2 separate regions of the Sus scrofa genome follow, and region 2 is linked to region 1. The links are chromatin contacts, called in public promoter capture Hi-C maps. All regions are on one chromosome and are shown on one strand. The core of a region is the stretch at or near the end of the contact, and the rest is flanking DNA. Distances in the headings are between cores, read along the strand shown.

Region 1 (2,700 bases), core at 113-2,612:
AAAGTAAAATAAAATAAAAATAAGAGAGACAATGTGTGTAAAGGGTTTAAACTGTGCCTGACCTATGGTGTTTTCAGTAAACACCAGTTCTTACTATTCTGAAACGTGCAGGTGGGGAAAGGAAGAGCCCAGTAGCCCCCCCCCCCATTAATATTGACCACCGTGATGATGTACGACCTCCTTCACCAGCAGGCATCCCCCACGTGGTAATTATCTGTTTACAAGTCTCTCCCCGGACCCTGAGTCCCTGAGAGTCAGCCTGGTGAATGGTTCATCTTTGTGGGTGCCGGGCTGGCCCAGCCCAGAACCAGCAGGTGCTCAAGAAATGTTTGTTGAATGGAAAAGCAAAGCTTCATTCACCACAATTAGGAACTTGCAAGTCCAGGAAAACCTTCCCCAGCCATCTGCCCTTAAAGCGATGTTAAAGGACAGGGTACGACGTGACAGGAGAAGGAGACCCCTGGAGAAAGGCGGGCGACAAGGGGCTCCCTGGACGAGGCGGAGGTGAGCTTGCGGCCAGGACGCGTGAGAACTCCGCGGCGGCCACCGGAGAGCCGGGCCTCCCAACTGCCCGCCCTCGGGGAAGTGCCCAGGGAGGGCAAAGCGGAGACCCGGGGGGTCGCTCCCCCACGCCCACGGCGGCCACGCCTCCTCCCGCCCAGCACCTCCGGGACTCTGGACGCCGGTCCCCGCAGGGCCGCCGCAGGGGCACGAGGAGGAGGAGGAGGAAGAAAGTGACAGGAAGTCAGAAGTGTCCCAACAACAAAAATCCTCCCGGTGGCGGGGAGGGGGCTCCGCATCTTCGGCCGCCCCGCGCAGAGAGGAGGGACCGCCACAAGTGGTCTAGACAGTTGGGGTCCCGCTCTTCTGCTCCCAACGCGCCGAGCCTAGTTTGTAGGTCCCACCCCCAAGTTCAGTGCACCCCGAATTCTGTGAGAGGTTCCCGGGCAGGGGCGGGGACGCCCCAACTGTTACTTACAATCGTCTAAGTCATCCGGCAAGTCCACAAAGTACCGGGGGAATTTCTGAAAACCAAGAGACACACAAGAAGTTACGAGGGGGCTGCGGCAGGCAGGCTCGGGGCCGGGATAGGGCTCCCCCGGCCTCGCGGGGCGATCACGGCTAGAGGGGAGGGGGCGCCCCAAGAGCCCGGCCCCACTCACCCGCCATCTTGGGATGGGCCCGGGGGCGGGGCCGGCGGGAGGGGGCGGGGCCGGCGGGAGAGGGGCGGGGAATCTGGCCTCGGGCCCCGCCCCCGGGCCCGGGCCTCCCCGCCAGCCTCGCGGCGCCGGCCGGCCCCGCCCTCTCGGCGAAGGTGGCTGCCGAGGTGGGCGGGGAGGTCAGGTGACCCGGCTGGCGTCCCAAGATGGCGGCAGCGGAGGCGCCCGGGAGCCCGCCGCACCGTCCCGGCTGCTGAGGAGGGCCCCGCGCGGCTGGCGACGGACGGGCCGGGCCGAGGGCCGGCGAACGGGCGGCCGCCGCCTAGACGCGCCCCGCAGCCGGGGCTAGGCCGTGCGGCGGCGGCGCCGGGGGATGCTCGTGCTGGGCCGGGCCTCTCCCTCCTCAACTTAGGGCGGCGGCGGGCCCGCGCCCCTTGCTCCCGGGCCATGGCGCTGAGGGAGCTCAAAGTGTGTCTGCTGGGGGTGAGTGGTGACCGGCTGGCCAGGAGGGCCGCGGGAGGCCGGGCGGGCCGGGGACCCGGGCGTGCCCACATCCCCCCGCCCCTTCCCCCAACCTCCGCGCCGGACGCCGCCTACCTGCCCCGGGACCCACCCTCCAGCCCCCGGGCCGTCCAGCCCACCGGGCCGCTCCCTCCTGAAGGTTTTGCTGGGCCGGGGGACCTTCCGCCTTGTCTGGAGCCCTAGGAGTCGTCCTGCCCCCCAGAGGATGAAGAGCCCTCCCTGCCTCCCCTTGCATCTAGGTTAAGAGCAGCTCTTGAATAGTTTCCTACCCATGTACTAGTTAGGAGTTGGCCCAGTCTTGCAAAGTAAAACCCATAACAGGCCTTTAGGTTTTACAAAGCTTGGTCTTTTGAACTTGTGGGATACCCCTGACACTTCAGGAAGAGTTACTTTTCGTGGAGCGGGGGGAGACATTCAAATCAGGAGGCCCCAAAATTAGTTTGCAGCTTAAGTTTCCTGTCTTGTCAAGGCACCTTTGCTGTTTGGGAGCATATCTGAGGTTGATGCTCTCCTGAGTTGCTGCTTGAAAGACTGATAAAGATTTCCATTGGTTTTCCTCTTTCCCAGATTGGGTGGGGCTGGGATATATCAGGGATTACTCAGAAGTAATTCAAGAGTTCAGAGTGAGTTATACAGGTCAGAAAGCAAGTGAGTTTGTCACTTTTCACACTAAGCAGAGACTTTGGGTCTTTCAGAAGGTTCTCGTGTCTCTTAAAAGCTCAAAACCCCTCTCCTACAATCCGTTTTGAAATCTCCGAAGTACTCCACTGAATGTTTATAAAGACTTCCTTGGTGTCCCTTAACTTCTAAAATTCAGGATGATTTTTCTAAAGTCCTCAGCTCTTGGCACAAGATCGTTTTCAGTGTCTTCAAGCAGGTAAACCTTTTCTGATTCACCTGTCTCATTCTCTTTCAGGATACAGGTGTGGGTAAATCCAGCATTGTGTGGCGGTTTGTGGAAGACAGCTTTGATCCCAACATCAACCCAACAATAGGGTAAGAGATGGAGCTTATTGAA
Region 2 (2,700 bases), core at 44-2,543, 670 kb after region 1:
GCCTGAGTCACTGAGTATGTAAAAAGTCTACAGCTTCGTTGAAAAACTGTCCTTGGAAACACTGTTTAAAACAAAATCAAATGGTTAAGCTAAAACAAACTACCAAGCTATAAAAATTAGAACAGTGTGGCAACAATAGCAACATCAGTGGAATAGAGCAGTTAGCTCAGAAATGAATTAAAACATAAATCACAACAGTGTTTAGGACAAAGGCGGCATTTCAAATCAAGAAGAAAAAAGACTAGGCAATAAAAAGTAGTGAGATTACCAACCATGTGCTTAGGCAGAAAAGGATCCAGCCATCTAAATGTGTGGTTCTGCTGCAGGGAGCATCAGAGACCTGGAAGGGAATTTAATTCCCAACATTCGACCGATTTAGGGCCTACTTTCATTCCTAAGTATTTCTCCGAAACCAAAAGATGATAACGAACGTGGCTTCGCAGGCATCTCAGCGCTGGCAGGCCCTGAGGACACCACCACCTTCCACGTCTCGGACGAAACCGGGTAACCCAAGGTCACACAGCTTGTTGGAGCCCAATCTGGACCCTGGACTCAAATTCCAAGGCCACAAATTCCAATCCTCAGGTCAAGGAGCTGCCGGAAAAGTTCTGCTTCCTGGTCGCCCGGGCTCACCCTAGATCCACTTTCCGGGTGAGCAACTCCACCCAAACCTGGCGGCCAGACCTCGACACTCCACGCCTTCCTCGGGGATCCTCGGGGTCGCGTCCCACGGGGCTGTGCAAGAAGGCCTGGGGCGACGACGAGGGGGCTCGCCCACCCCGAGCGCAGGTAAGGACCTCGTGCCCGGCGACGCCCCCGTCACCGGAGTGGAGCCTGTCCCAGGCCGTCTCCTCTGCGGGCCGTGCCCCGGGCGTCGCCGGAGACGTGACCTTGAGCCCGCGCCCCCCAGGGTTCCGAGGCTCGGGCCCAGCTCCCCCCGAGGGCCCGACGCCGGGAAGCTTCCTGAGGGGCGCCCCGGCCCCGCTGCGGCTCCAGGCCCGCCCCGCCCTGCCCCCCGCAGTGGCCCCGTGGCCCTCGCCGACCCACTCCCGCCCCAAACTTACTCGAAGACGTGCTCGGAAGTCCAGATCTTCATGGTGCCGGCGGCCTGCGCGGTGTCCGGGCGGCGATAGGGCACAAAGAGGCAAGGAGGCCACTCTTGCCCCCGCCCCGCCCCTCAGCCGCCCCGCCGGCCGCCCAGTGCGCACGCGCCCTCGGGCCCGACGCGAGGGACGTCCCGACGCGCGGCCCCACGCCCTATCCCGGCCCGGGTTTTGCCCCAGCCTTGCGCGCGGCGCAACGGAACCCCGCCCCTTAGCGCCAGGCGCACCGCGCCGGCGCAGTTCCGAGGGCAGGGTCCGGGGCCGCCAGCGCGGGCGCCGTGCTGCGCAGGCGCGGCCCGCCCCCTCGCGGGCGTCGGCGGGAGCGCTGAACTCTGGGCGGAGTTGGTCCCGGCCCGGCTGGCCTCTACCTCCTCGCTCGGCCGGCCGGTGCTTGCCTTGTGTTGCGAGGTCTGTGGACGGGTCCAATCGGCCCCGCTTACTCTGACAGTCCCTGCGGTGTTCGGTGTTCCTTTGAGCAGATGTCCACGGGGCCCCATTAGAAAATTCCTCCTACCTCCTGTCTCAACCCAGGCAGTGGAGGGACCAGAGTCAACCAGTTCATCAGCTAACCAGTCAAACCACCATCCAGGCGGTCAGCCCTCTGCTCCTTTCACCCATCCTCCCACAGATGTTGCCCCTCGGCGGTTAGCGCCCGGCAGAGGTGTGGTTAGGAAGCACGAGTGCTCAGCAGTTGCTCAGCAGTGCAGATGGAAAGCTCCCTGGCGCTGGGTTTAGGGGATGGGTCTCAGCTCGGTGTCCCCTTCCTCGGCAGCGCCCCCAGCCTTTAGTGCCTCCGTCACAACATCCTGTTGCATTTTTCTTAGCACTTCTCACTCCCTGAGATCACCTTGTTTAACTTCCACTCAAATGTAAGCCCTTGAGGACAAGGATCTTGCCTGTCGTGGTCAAAGATGATGCTCAGGAAGGGCTCAATGGCTATTTGTTGAAAAAGGCAATAATAATTATTTGCAGAGTGAACGAACTAATGGAGTCACCTTCTTTATCTGTCTGGCTTCCACTAGACTGTAAGCTCCTGAGGCTGAGGCCCCTGCCAGACCTGTCCAACCATCCCCTGCACCTACATAATGTTTGTTGCATAAATGAGTGAATGACTAAGGTGTGAGGGGCAGGAAGGAACGGCACGTGGCTTCATCCACAAATGAGCCTTGATCAGTGGACAAACCGGCCTAGCTTTCAGGATAAGCCCTCCCTCCCCCGGTCCCCACCACAATCCACAAACGGTCGGTACCCCCTAAGAAAACAATTTGCTGTTTTGAACGATGGCTATGGAGGAAGATTTTTACATTTGGCTACTTAGAAGCTAGTTAGAAGCATTGCCTCATTCTTGTTCTTAGCTCCTTTGATTGTTAAAAACAAATAAAAGCCAGGTTAATTTAGGAGGGAGGATAATTTTTTTAAATAGCCGAAGCCCTTTATAAAAAGAAACAAAAATTACATTAGACAGGAAGGAAATAATATGGTTAGGTAGTTGCTAAGTGCAATTTGTGGTACCTAGGACTGAAAAAAACCCAAATCCTACAGTAGTTAGAGTGAATTCTTGGGGAGTTAATGCTTTAAGGGCTGCTGAGTGCTTCAG

The links. Promoter capture Hi-C pulls out the DNA fragments that hold promoters and counts their contacts.
Region 2: a contact with region 1 is called in a promoter capture Hi-C map of fetal liver, with 2.2 times the contacts expected there. The contact joins the promoter of PRELID3B here to the promoter of RAB22A in region 1. A contact is called at or near these places in 2 of 5 promoter capture datasets (fetal liver and liver) and 1 of 2 datasets of contacts at active chromatin or transcription factors (skeletal muscle).

Annotation. Positions count from the first base shown.
Region 1 is chr17:58,513,623-58,516,322 of Sscrofa11.1, forward strand. RAB22A (RAB22A, member RAS oncogene family) reads left to right here and starts at 1,363. Exons shown (of 7, transcript NM_001123174.1): 1 at 1,363-1,643; 2 at 2,599-2,678. The coding sequence starts at 1,608. It overlaps PPP4R1L, which reads right to left and starts at 1,200. Exons shown (of 13, transcript XR_002340199.1): 1 at 1,164-1,200; 2 at 980-1,025.
Region 2 is chr17:59,183,785-59,186,484 of Sscrofa11.1, forward strand. It overlaps PRELID3B (PRELI domain containing 3B), which reads right to left and starts at 1,294. Exons shown (of 6, transcript NM_001113697.1): 1 at 1,065-1,294. The coding sequence starts at 1,096.